Regions from separate parts of the Zea mays genome. Here region 2 is linked to region 1. The links are chromatin contacts, called in public Hi-C maps. All regions are on one chromosome and are shown on one strand. Each heading gives the region's core, a stretch centred on a gene start, on an enhancer-like site or on the middle of the called end of the contact. The rest is flanking DNA. Distances are from core to core; before and after follow the strand shown.

The links. A called contact is a pair of places that touch in the nucleus more often than the background predicts.
Region 2: a contact with region 1 is called in a Hi-C map of leaf, with 5 times the contacts expected there. The contact joins the promoter of LOC100191979 here to the promoter of LOC100279520 in region 1. A contact is called at or near these places in 3 of 25 Hi-C or Micro-C datasets (bundle sheath, ear and leaf).

The regions. Positions count from the first base shown.
Region 1 is chr4:241,422,868-241,429,895 of Zm-B73-REFERENCE-NAM-5.0, forward strand. It overlaps LOC100279520, which reads left to right and starts at 4,593. Exons shown (of 2, transcript NM_001317823.1): 1 at 4,593-4,854; 2 at 4,984-7,028. The coding sequence starts at 4,827. The coding sequence ends at 6,911. It overlaps LOC100275083, which reads right to left and starts at 1,054. Exons shown (of 5, transcript NM_001149269.1): 1 at 795-1,054; 2 at 95-345. The coding sequence starts at 853.
Region 2 is chr4:241,558,799-241,565,826 of Zm-B73-REFERENCE-NAM-5.0, forward strand. LOC100191979 reads right to left here and starts at 3,204. Exons shown (of 2, transcript NM_001137403.1): 1 at 3,065-3,204; 2 at 110-1,702. The coding sequence starts at 1,681. The coding sequence ends at 398.

The DNA.
Region 1 (7,028 bases), core at 3,343-5,842:
CTCACAGGGGTATGGAACAAACAATCTAACATTATAAATTAGCGCACATGAGCACCAACTGTTCTGTGAATGTAGATATGTGTAACTAGTTTACCTTGATTTACAAACTCATTTGGGGAGCTGCTAGTTCCAGAAACATGCTGATCATTAGGCTGTGCTGCTGTGCTGATTGAGGACATACTGTGCCGGGATTGCAAGGCACTATTCTCCATTTCGTGTGGGCTCGAGCTCCAAAAGTCGTCTGATACGTTGCGCCTTTTTACTGAGCGTCCTTGAATTCTTAAACCTTTTGTAGGCTTGTCAACAGCTATTATTGGAGTAGGCTGGGCACAACCAAAACAACCTCTGCTCTGTTGCAAGCCAGGATTGGCCAAGAAACGATTAGTACTACCAGGTAATTGACGCATAACAGCAGAAATAAAAAAAATGCTACATTTGAAACAAATAGTTAGATCATTCTGTTTTTCCTTCATATGAGTTTGGGTTGTCTAGAGCTAACACCTAGTAACTTACAGCCATTTTGGAACCTGCAAAGTGCTAGCTAACCCACTCAAACAGATACACGGATCACTCACCGCAATTGATTTCATAAGGGCCCGCTCGGTTATTCCCATCCCATGTGGACTCAATCCTCACCAAAACTAACAGACCCCAAGGATTCAGCGCAGAGCCAATCGCGTCGGTACAGCTAAACGCAATCCACGGCCAATCACATCGGAGCAAGCGGGAAGCAGACAAGCTTAGCAATCAACTGACGCCGCGAACGACAGGGCGGGAGAGAGAGGGTGACTTACCCAACGCAGGCGACGAAGCGGCGCACCCAGGAGGAGAGCGACCCGCAGCTCAGCAGCATAGCATCCGGTTCCCCCGCGCGGCCGGCGGCGGCGGCTAGGCTACGAAAGTCGAGCCCGAGCCCGCGCCCGCGATCCCCGGAACCCTAGCCTCGGCCGGCACTGGCCAGCTAGTGGTTCACCTCGCGTCCGCTCCCGCTACCTGTTGCTTGATGAAGATTTATTTCCCGTTTTTCCTCCTCCTCTCTGTCTCCCCCTCGCCTCGATTAGATGACGCGGCGGCGTGCTGCGATAATGGCGGCCTCCCCCTGCAGCTGCTCACTTCGCTTTCGGTCCGGAGGCGAAGGGGGCAGGAATCATCATTGCGGCCGCCCGGCTGGACGGGGCCCATCGGCGCCGTACGTGGGGCGATCAGGTGCGTTCGAGGCGGCGCCAACGGCTGGAAGGGCGCTGCAAAAGGACGTGCGGGTCCATAGGGGGAGGAGTCGTTTCAGCCTGGCCGAGGATAACGGATCGAGATTACGTGTGGCGTTAATCGCGACGGGGAATCAACCGAGTTGGCGTGCAAGTAGCGTCACGCAGCCGTGCTTTGGGCTAGGAAATTCTCCGCCTCACGGAAATGGCTGGAGGTCGAATCATTGCCTAAACTTAATAATATTCTTCTTGTTGTTGTCGTCGTCGTCTTGTTGATATCATTATTGAAATAGCGGGTGCCGTATTATTTTTTAGATGTAGGTAACCAGTCTTATTTCCTTTAAAATTACTTGACATGCAGGTAAGGATGTCAATTTTCCTGTGAGAGCCGATCTAAAATGAGGCGAGGATGAGGGTAAAGCGAAACTAGGGATGACAACAGTAAATAGCAATAGCTCCTCATCTCACGGGGATCTACACAAACGATATGGGGGACGTTTCTTCCCATCACTGTTCGTCGTGAAGATTAATCTATGTCGGGAATTCTCGTCCCGGTTTAAATTATAATTAGAATATACATCATTTGTTATTAATCTAAAATATTGTCACTTATACACATTATCGGACGTAAGAAAATCATTATATGTGCATCAAAATAAACATATTTGCAAAATAAACGGTCTCTTGACAAGTTAATTATTTATTTTTATCATTAACTATTAACAAAAAACATCGTCACGTGTAAGTTTAACGGTTCAACAATTGATCCCTACAAGTTCTCGGGGTTAGGTTCCCGACGAGGACATAGCAAAATCCTCCGTGTTAAGCATTTTAGGATCGAGACAGAAAATAGGTTTTGAGAATCGAGGCCTCCGCCCCTGTCCCCGCCTAGCTGTTATCCCTAGATATAGGCTTAGGGTATACTTGGTTGCAATGATGGGACGAGACTGGATGATCCCTTAGATAAGGATGTTTAGTTCAGGGTGAGAGATTGGGACAGGACTATTCCGGTTTCGTCACCAGCTTTCCGTTAGAATTAGACGGACGATAGGGGGGTGTGGTTGTGCCCGACTGCCCCCGCAACCAAACACACCCTTAAACGAATATGTAGTTGCCCATTTATTATAGTGTTGAGAGAAACCAAACGTTTGTAGCATCCATTTGGCCGGATCTAGGAATGGCAACGGGTATATACCCGTCGGGTATTACTATTCCATACCTGTACCCTATCAAAAAAAATTTCTACCCGTCGGGTAACCCATACCCGCTAGAAAAGTCTTAAATTCAATATACCAATCGCTCAAAATATTAAATAAACATATAAAAACAACTTCAACTTCACATGTAACAAATCATATGATTACATAACTTGGTATCTAGACAAATGATAGCTAGAGAAGGGTTTTATTTTAGTTAAGATGAGCTCTATTAGATGGTTATAGTTGTATTGATGCGGGTATATTTTACCCATGAGTAGACAGGTATGGGTAGTTCCAACCCGTACCCGTCTACCCAACGGGTAGAGGTTTTTACTCATTAACATACCCACGAGTAGAGAAATTATCTCGTACCCGCCTTCATATCGGGTAAAACCCGTCGGGTATTCTGGTTTCGGGTACTCATTGCTATCTCTAGCCGGATCCTTATCTAGTCCGATCTACGTTACAAAAATATTTGCAATTTTGCAACCCGCAAGTGGTGGCTATTTGCTATTATGCTATGATTTATTATGGGTTTATCCGTGTCTATAATTCGTAGACCTAATACTATATTAGCGAAGCCCGCTGCTTGCCGGCGATGGTGAAATTGCAAATCCCTCTGCAGTTTAGAGCAGGCAGAGCTGCTCAGCTGGAGAAGTCATAGATCACGACTTGTATGTTCATTTTACGAGAAGAACGAACAAAACACTCGTTAAAAAGAAAAGCAGTGTTTGCTACGGCTGCTGATGCAGGAAAAGAGCCAAAATGTCACGAGAAAAACTGTACCAAACAAACTCTACATATGGAGCTGGTTAGATTATCGTAGCAGCATGTTTGCGTGGATGACATTCATTTTTCATCCAAAAAAAACAGCCAACGCTTGGGCCAATTTAACGAAGAAGGGCCCGCCCGGGAGCACTCCACACTGTCGTGCAGCCCAACTTTCCGTTCGCAGGCCTCTTCGTCGCCACTCGCTGGTGAAAGTGGCTATTTTTTTTTTTAAAATAAAATCAACGGACTCATCAAGAAACACGGGAACACCATTGGGGCACCGAGAGGGAGTAGTAGTAACGAGTAAACAAAAAGTAGTGGGGGGGTGCACGTCCAGCAAGTCGAATGACATTTTGTGCTCAACATTTTGCAGGATCAATCAACGACGGCGGCGGCAAAAAACGGAGAGCGGATCTAGCGTATCTCCGCTAATCACTTGATTACCGGCCAAAGGACGATACGGTCCAATACAAATCATTCATCCACTAGGCCATTAATAATTAGACAAACAAAGCACCTGTGTTAACGTGTGGCAAGCAAGCAAGCAAGTGGGAGGATTTATATGTTGTTATTATAAGTGGCGGCATCATCATTATAGTATGTACACGATGCGGTGCCATGCACCTGGACTACTAGTACGCTTGGGGAATGGGGATGGGTGCAACGGTAGAGGAAGGTCTGGCTGGAGTCGGTGTGCAGTGCATGCATCCGGCCCGGGTCTGGGTGCTCGGTGGGTGGGGTAGGCGGCTGACAGGGAGAGGCGGCGGCTAGGTTCGCTGCACGCGCGGAGGGGCGTGACAAAACAGGAGTGGCGTGTGGTGCGGGGACCTGTCAAAGCGTTTCTGCGCCAGGTGTTGTTAGGACATGTACACTGACTGTGTTTACCAAACGTAAAAAAAACTCAAGACATATATGATGATGAAGACACAATGTACTCTATATTCAAGACATGAGACCAGGAGTGGCTCGTTAGCTTATTTAAATTCTGTGAAAGTTATCCGTTATAATGTTTTGCTAGTTATTTTTTTAAAAAAAAAAACTATTGTCACGTTCAAGTTCGACACGCGTGCATGAAAAATCTGGATTCGAGCTCTACCCCACGCACTACCCGTCCAGCGCGGAGGTTCATGGATCCAGCTCGCTGCGTGCGGTGCAGTGCAACTTGGCGCCACGAGGGTCGAGGGGCACGCGACGCGACGTCGAGGCCCCCGCTCTGTCCCTTGGGTTGGCCGCACCGCGCACCAAGGGTGCGTGCGAGATTTCTCCCCCGATCCGATTCATCCTCTCCGCGGCTCCGCCCCGCCCCGCCGCAGTGCCACACGCAAGCGGGCCAGCCCCCACTTTCTCACTCCCCTCCCTCTCTAGCCTATATTCCTCTCCCATCTCTTTGCCGTTTTCTTTTCCTCCCAGGTCGGTGGTCTCCTCCACTATCCCCACAGAGGTTCCCCTTCTCCTTCCTTCCTTCGCTTCCTTTTTTTCCCCTGTCGCCGGCGGCGATAGGGTCCCGTTTTTCTTGCTTCGGCGGGCTGTAAATGCTTCCGGTCCTCTCCGGCGGTCCAGATCCGGCGGTGACCGTGCTCCTGTTCGTTCTCCTGGTCTTGATTCGATTGGGAGGGGAAGGGGTTCCTTCGGTCTTGGGAAATTCGAAGACATGCCTGCGCTCTACGCTTATTACGGAGGTGAGGAGGGCGAAAAACCTCTTCTTTCTTCTTATTTTCTTCGGAGCTTTGTTTTGATTTGAGATTTACGCTGGGAGGAAGTGATTACGTGTGCTCTTCCGTTCTGATTTTGATTGCTTCAATGGACAGATGGCGGGTGCCTCGTCTCGGCGCCGGCTGAGCTGGCCGGGCTCTTCTGCCGCGGCGCCGTGCAGCAGCGGAAGCGCACGCTGGTGACCGCGTCCGCGGTCGCCGCGGCGGCGGCCGAGTTCGTGAGGGCGGCCAAGAAGCAGAGGCAGCTGCCGCTGCCGTCGCTCGACGCGCTCCCAGACGAGTGCCTCTTCGAGATCCTGCGCCGCGTGCCCGGCGGCCGCGGCCGCGGCGCCTCCGCCTGCGTCTCCCGCCGCTGGCTCGCGCTCCTCGGCAGCATCCGGGCCTCCGAGCTCGGCCAGGCCGCGGCGGCGGCGGCGGACACCCCGTCGCTGCCCGACCTGAACGAGGAATTCGTCATGGAGGAGGATAATGAGGAGTCCCCCGCGGATCGGTGCGTCGACAGGGTCCTAGAGGGCAAGGAGGCCACCGACGTCCGCCTGGCCGCCATGGCCGTCGTCGCCGGATCCCGTGGCGGGCTGGAGAAGCTCGCCGTCCGCGGCAGCCACCCGACCCGTGGCGTCACGGACCAAGGACTGTCGGCGGTTGCACGCGGCAGCCCCAACCTCAGCTCGCTCGCGCTCTGGGATGTGCCTCTTATCACCGATGCTGGGCTCGCGGAGATTGCTGCCGGGTGTCCCTCGCTCGAGCGTCTGGATATCTGTCGATGTCCCCTCATCACAGACAAGGGCCTCGTCGCTGTTGCGCAGGGGTGCCCCAACTTGGTGTCTCTGACCATTGAGGCATGCCCCGGTGTTGCCAATGAGGGCCTGAGGGCGATTGGCCGCAGCTGCGTGAAGCTGCAAGCTGTGAACATCAAGAACTGCCCTCTTGTTGGTGACCAAGGCATTTCCAGCCTGGTGTGCTCTGCTACCGCTGCTCTTACAAAGATCCGGCTCCAGGGATTGAACATAACTGATGCTTCGCTTGCTGTGATTGGATACTATGGGAAAGCCATCACTGACCTTACACTTACTCGTCTCGCTGCTGTTGGTGAGAGGGGTTTCTGGGTGATGGCTAATGCTGCTGGCCTGCAGAATCTCAGGTGCATGAGTGTTACCTCTTGCCCTGGAGTCACCGATCTTGCGCTTGCTTCTATTGCCAAGTTCTGCCCGAACTTGAAGCAGCTGTACCTCAGGAAGTGCGGATATGTGTCAGATGCTGGCCTCAAGGCGTTCACAGAATCAGCAAAGGTGTTTGAGAACTTGCATCTCGAGGAATGCAACCGGGTTTCTCTTGTCGGTATTCTTGCTTTCCTCCTCAACTGCAGAGAGAAGTTCAGGGCTCTATCGTTGGTGAAATGCATGGGGATCAAGGATATCTGCTCTGCGCCTGCACAACTTCCTCTTTGCCGATCACTTCGTTTCCTTACAATCAAGGATTGCCCAGGTTTCACCGATGCAAGCTTGGCTGCGGTGGGGATGATTTGCCCTCAGTTGGAGCAGGTTGACCTGAGTGGTCTTGGTGAGGTCACTGACAACGGGCTTCTTCCATTGATCCAGTCTTCTGAAGCTGGTCTGGTCAAGGTTGACTTGAGTGGTTGCAAGAACATTACAGATGTGGCTGTCTCCTCCCTGGTGAAGGGACATGGAAAATCTCTGAAGAAAATCAACCTTGAGGGTTGCAGCAAGATAACAGATGCTATCCTCTTCACCATGTCTGAGAGCTGCACCGAGCTTGCGGAGCTTAATCTTTCAAACTGCATGGTTAGTGACTACGGTGTTGCCATCCTGGCATCTGCAAGGCACCTCAAGCTCCGTGTTCTCTCACTGTCAGGCTGCTCTAAGGTTACTCAGAAGAGCGTGCTGTTCTTGGGCAACCTTGGCCAGTCTATAGAGGGCCTCAATCTTCAGTTCTGTGACATGATTGGCAACCACAACATTGCATCGCTGGAGAAGAAGCTCTGGTGGTGTGACATCCTTGCATAGGCAGACAAGATGGTCCATTGCTGGAAGGGCTCATGTCTAGTCTACTGGGAGCCACCTCCAGATGCAGATATACGACCGTAGCAGTAGCACAACCAGGTGATCTTCAGGTTTTTGGCT
Region 2 (7,028 bases), core at 1,954-4,453, 130 kb after region 1:
TGCTGTCCTTCCCACTGTGTGAGCGGAGCAGCATGATGCCACCGAAACAAAATTATGTTCAACTTCAGAGCCTTCAGTTTGTATGGTCTAACATGTCTGGGCAACACTTATACTCGTCCTGTTTGTTTACAAATTGCGACGCACACATACAGATACAGTTTATACAAGTACGAAGCAAACTACCACCAGACATTTACCAAAAGAGGGGTTATAGTCAAAGCCACCCCTTGATCTTGACATTTATTGATTGATTTCCTCTTGTATTCCCCGCCCCATTGCCATGGTTGCTTCCAGTGGTACCATAGCAATGAGCAAGTACAGCATTGCACCCACCTACAGAAAAAATTACAGCTGCTGTACAGTCTAGAGGGTAATCCATAGGCCATGCCAGGCGCTCCTAGATTGCTCTATGTTTCGATATCTTCCACTGCATGTTTGTCGTCCTCTTCGTTCTCTTGAAGGACTGCTCAAGGTCAGCTGAGGACCATCCGGTGAGACCAGAAGACCGTCCGCGGCTTGCCGAGGATGACCCTGCGCCACGGAAAGATGGCCCAGGGTCCGCCATGGACGGTTCAGCCAGACGAGAGCGGTCACCATATGACGCAGTCGAGCTCACCAGGCCTGTCGCGGCAGGCGCAAAGCTCTCCACAAACATGCCACAGGATATCAAAGTCTCACCGGAAGGCATGTTGATGTATGAAACCGTACCGTCCTGAAGATCTACGCAGAGGAGTCTCTTCTGGTTGCCGAAGAAGACCTTCGTCTTGAGCTGGAAAAACGGGCTTATGCCCAGATGCGTCAGGGGGATGATAGTCTGCAAGTGGATCCAGTCTTCACCAGCCAAGTCCGCTACCCAAATATCTGACACTATATTGCTAGATCCATCGGAATGTGTCGACAACAAACGGAGCTTTCCTTCCCCCTCGAATAGTTCCAACTTGTGGCTTTTTACAGCATCTGGGATGGCAATTTTTGAGAACCTCTCGTCTGTCAGGTTGAGCGTCAGGATTTCTCGAGACGAATAGGAGGAAGCCTCATCGAGAAGTAGCCAATACATGCCATCTTTAACAATGACTGCCTTCGTTGCCACTAGGAGCTCTGCAGATTCATGTATTGTCCTCCACGACGGTGTGCCAATAGTGCAGATTTCAAATGTCAAGAACCGCACATGGTGACGGATAGAGACCACCTTGTACTGTTTTGTGGAGTGCACGAATCCAACAAAATATTCAGAGTAAAGAGACCGTGACTTGAGTGCTGAATCTGGGAGCCTCAAATGCTTCCTTGTTGTGGGATTCAAGACCTCAGCATCGCCTTTTATATCATAGGCACACACCAAGCCGTTGCAGGGGGCTGACATGTTAAACCTACTTGAGAACACGAGCTCCACACTTCTGAAATTCATTGTGGCAGGATCGAATGTGTACATGTGGACTAGGCCATGATCAAGCGAGGTGAAACAAGCAATGGACTGGTGGTAGCGGCAAGCATTATTCAGGTGACGGTCCATAAAACTATGTTCTTCAACGCACTCTAGCCAGAACTTGCACACACTGCGGAGCTTGACAACATCCCTGCCAGGAAGAAAAGCAAGGATAACCCCTTGGGCATCTTGAGGAATGAATACTCGAGATCCCGTCACTTCATTCTGCTTATCAAGATCATCACTATTACAGTCCATGCTTAGGATGCAACTACAATTCTGTGCAAGGTAAAGGTTTTGTCAGTAATCACTATGCAACAAAAATAGCAAGACAGGGCTTGCCGATACAAAATTGTACTGAAATAAAAATATGACCTTTAGTATCCAACATAAATGTTTCCAGTTGAGCAATTAACATCATAATGGAATGGTTTAGGTACTGCTATGCGAATTCATTCATAAATGACTGGAAGTAAATGTACAGCACATATACAGAATCAAATGGGCACCAGTATGTTCTAATCTAACTAACATCAAAACCATTATGCTCCCACTTTAATGAAGTAATAAGGACTTTTATACTTGTGTCCTTCCAGAAATGGATATTGAGTACTACAGATGCAAGGCTCTATGAATCACAACAGGAAGAGAGACCCATTCATAGAGGAAAACAGTACTAGGCTACTCTGATAAGAGATTAAATAATTATGTATCGAAATCAATTCACCTTAGAGGTGGAAATGGTGAAAGGTGAACAAACATATCAAATTCACAAGTTCTAAATAAAAAAAAGGAAAACACGACACTCAAAGCATGGTATGCAACCAATATGCTTCGCTATCCCTCCTTACCATTTACAATGCACTATCAATCATTCGATGTTAGATATTAAACCCATCCAACCTTATCTCCAATTTTAGATCAGTGGACTACATCAAGGACAAATCAGCATTTTTTGAAAGCAAATACTTGCTATTTTAGCTTCCATCATGTATGCTAGTGTCCATCTCTCGTGCAGTTTTAATTCACCGTTCAATTCTACTCCAACTCCAAGTTAGCGATGCATTCCCTATATCTACATAGAAGTAGGAAAGTCCTAATGAAGTTTTCTCCCAATGAAAAAAGACTGCAGCGATAGCCTTTGCTTCACAAGTTGATAATAGAGGTTCAAGACTACGATCAATTCCGTCATCAGGATAACACTATGCAATTCCAATTCCATTGAGAGATAATTCTTATTCCCCATGATATATGCAGCCACCGGATCTAAACTGTTCGCCTATGGGTCTGACTAGAATGGTACCAATCATACCACGAACATCACACATCAACCAATGACACAAAGATCTGCCACTTTGTGGTTTGTGCTGCCAACCAAACTCCATTTCGCATGATATTTCAACGTGATCCCAGAGCATCTTCCCAGCGAAAAGCAGGGGCGGACCCAGTAAATAACATGGGTGTACATATGTACACACTAAATATATTTTTTTTTTGCAAAGTAGTCGAAGTTAATAGCCGTGATACATGCATATGCACTTGTAATTAGATCAGATCCGAATACATATAGACAAATAGTAAGTTAGGGTTTGGGTGCAGCGTCTCGCACAGCATGAAGGGGAGACTAAGGGGAGGGCGTACCTTCTCGTGCTCGGCGCCGGCGAAGGGGGGGCAGGAAGACCTGGGCACCGTAGGCGGCAGCGACGGCCGCCCCGGCGTCGCCACGAGAGAGAGAAAGAAATAAGCTGGGGGCGGCGATGGACGAAGAAAAAAAAGCAGACTGCACCGCTGCAGCGTACAGGCAGCTCGGGCCCGTGTATGGAAAATAGATGGACCCCTAGATGTCATTAGATTTTATACTATCTCTTATATGTTATTGAATGATATTTAGAAGATATTTTTTTATGTATATGACATAGAGATCTAAGGTCACATAACAACCCGATAAAAACTATATGAGCTATAATTATAGATGGAGACTCTAAACTTTAGAGTCAAAAAAAATTAAAGATCACTATAATTACGCTCTATTTCTGTTTAATTTAACTAAAATTGATTAAGAGCAAAAAAAATTGTGAAAATACAATTAGATCGTGATCTATTATAACCTATAGCCATATTTAAATTTTTTAAGTAACTCTCGATTTAGAATTTGGATGGTAAAGTAACAAAACTTAACTTTTAACAGTTTTATTTCACAATTCACGTGTCTACAAATTTAAATGTTGGTATTATAAAACAAGGTGCTTTCGAGGAAGTTTCACTCAATATTCTGACTTGTGAGGATGACAAAAACGTTATCGGTGGAGTTTTAATCAATTTCCAATATGCTGAAAAACGGTGCACGCTGTTCATCTCATCTCTCTTCTCGTATTTTTTGTGTAGCGTTGTTTTATTTTTACTAGTGCGTCACCTCATTAAATATAAATAATAATTTTAATAAAACTAGAATAAAATATTTGTAGCCAGCTGTCCTTTTTTATGGGCAATCATATGTATTCTCTACAAAAACTAGTAATAACTAATAACGTGAATTTCCCATGTCGAGAAAAAATGATAGGTTCATATGAGATTCAAAATAAGCAATGAAAATTCCATACGAATTTTAAAATGACTGACACTATATGGTTATGTGGTTCCATATGTTAATTGAAATGCCCAATTTAATGTCAAGAGGTACTGTGAATAGGTTCTACAAACTTTTTAACAAATAATAGTATTTAAAATATAATATTTAGCACACACAAGTAAACCTGGGCTTAGCAGGCCATTGGGTTGCGCTCATAATTTACAGCCCCGAAATTTTGCTTAGGGACAATTTGGATCTCAGTAGTTAAGTTAAATGTAACTAAAGTTTAGCAAACATAAAGAACTAAAAGTGACTAAAATGATATAAAAATATCCTTTCAACTATTTTTAGCTTATGAGGAGATTTAGTCTGTTAGTTTTAGCTCATGTAACCGAGCAGACCCTAGTTAGATTTGCTGATGTTTGAGGATTCATTGACTGACTTGATCTTGATTGATGATCCATCAACATGTGGCTTTACATGAAAGTCAGTGTAGTTGGTTTTTAACGGCTTGCCAAGCTATTGAGCAAAATCCAGCTTAATCAAGTGCATATATTAACTTAGATATTTATATTGAGCTTGCAGTGTTGGGGACTTGTTCTCAAATGCTATGAATTAAGAACAAGGCAACATAGAATGTTAAATGATACTGTCCTTCGTCCGCGAAGCATTATACCTTTGAGGATAATGGATCTTAGACGAAGGTTGATAAGCGTCTTATTACGAAGTTGAACCTTCGTAATAAATTTTCAATAAACGTTGTAGAATAATGCAAAGTAAAAGGTAAGAATGAATAAATGATCCACAGATGCATTATATAATATTCACTTAATATATTGAATCATAAAATACAATGATACCTATGCCTTGACAAAGGTTGTATTCCGAGAAATGCGATTGCAAAAATGTCAGAAAAAGCGTGAACAGTAACGGAATACTGTTCACTATTTATAGGCACAGGACGCAGCCTGTGAGGAATTACAAGTATGCCCCTTATAAGAACTTACAACGTTGACTCAGACCTTTATGGACTAAAAGGTCATTCTATCTTTAAGTCGGTTTGTAATGCCGAAGCTCTGCGAAAAGGCACCTTCGGCTATCTTGTGCGAACAGCTTCATCCGAGGATCACTTCTTTCTATAAGACCTTCGGCGACGAAGCATAGACCCAACAGTAGCCCCTTTCGCGGTGCTAGATCGTTTTTCGTAACGAGCTTGATCCGTGAAAAAAGTTTCTTAAGCTTCAGAGCGCCGAAGGTCTCAAAAAACACCTTCCCTGAGCTCGTTGTCGAGAAACGATTGGATTTCCCTGCGCGCAGCGGCCCCACCTTGCAGAGTTACTGTTCGGTCACTGCGGTCCACCGTACAGCGAGTGCGAGCGGGTGTCCGCCTGGTGTAAAACTCCTGGCGCTTCACCTTCTTACCTGCGGCACTATATAAACAGACGAGTAGGTGTGAAGTTACCACAGCATTTACTGTTATTTGCACTGTTTTGCTGCCAAAATTTTTAACCATCGCCGAAGCTTGTTTGTCAGATTTGAACGAAGCTCCATCTTGAAGCCTGCTTCGGAGAAAAAAGTATCAAAGTTTCACAAGTTCATAATTAAATGGCCAGAGTTCGCTCTACAGCTAGGGTTGAGCGTGAGGGGGACGAAACTGAAGCTTCGGAGACTGTGCCCATCTCCGAAGCGATGCAGCGCTCCGGACTGGTGACTGCGGAAGAAATGCCTGCTGCCGAAGCAAACCCGACAGCTGCCGAAGGAGAAGGGAACATTGAAGAAACCGACTCCGAAGATGACTACCGTATTGCCATGCCCAGCAAACCCAGCCACCTAGACTTCGGAAAATCGACTGTTTCAAAGGTTGATCTCGCCAAGATGGTGAAAGCAGGTTTTTTCAGTGAAGATCAGAAGAAGCTACTTCGCTTCGGGGGAGAAGAGACCACCCCGAAGCCAGAGAAGGACGAGGTTGTCATCTTCAAAAGCTTTTTAAAGGCTGGGCTAAGATTCCCTGTTCACGAGATTGTTGCGGAGATATTGAAGAGGTTTGGCATCTACCTTCACCAGTTAACTCCTAACGCTATCGTTAGGCTTAGCGTTTATATTTGGGCCCTCCGAAGCCAAGCAGTGGAGCCTTTTGCTGACAGTTTCTGTCGAGTTCATGAATTGCATTATCAAACAAAGGCCAGAAAAGATGGGCTTCATGAAAACTTCGGTTGCTACAATTTTGCCTACCGGAAAACCGCAAAGTTTCCTGTAATCAGCTACCGAAGCAAATGGCCGGCAGGCTGGAAATCAGAATGGTTCTATGTCAAGGTTGATGAGGACAAGGAGAAGCTTGTGCAAAGTCCACTCGAGCTAACTTTCGGAGAAACCCGACCCCACTGCAACATGACACCAGAGGGTCAAACTCAACGGGCAATGGATGAATTCAGAATCATTGCAGAGCATATTGGTACCAGGGATCTGGTTCAAGAATTCTTAGCATTCAAAGTCTTCCCTACTCTGAAAAAATGGGAAATGCCAAAGTTAAAGGGGGAGAAGAAGGAAGGGGATCTTGTCCGGCTTCCTTACCACTTCAAATTCAAGAAATATTTTAAGAAGCCCTGCCAAGAGTGGCTGGATACAGTTGAGGTGATGTCTAATGAAATTCTTGGAAATTATTCGAAAAAAGAAGATCAACTGATGACAGCAGCCTTCGGCACCCGTCCGAAGCGAAGGCTGAACCGAGTGCTTGATGCACTGGGTTTCGAATATCCTGATTATGCGCAGCTGAACAAGGGTGCTGAGGGCCAGAGAAGAAAAAGAGCGGCCGAAGCTTTAAACAAGGATGAAGAACAACCACCAAAAAAGAAGAAAATTGTCAAGAGAAAAATATCAACTCCAAAGCGAAAACTATCCGAAGAAGAGGGGACCCCCACACCACCTTCTACTAGCGACGTGGAGGAAATTCTAAAGGTAATGACTGAACCCATGCCCACGAAGCTAAGTCCATTAGGGCCTCGACTGACGAAGCTTTTTCAAAAGGTGGCGGAGCCG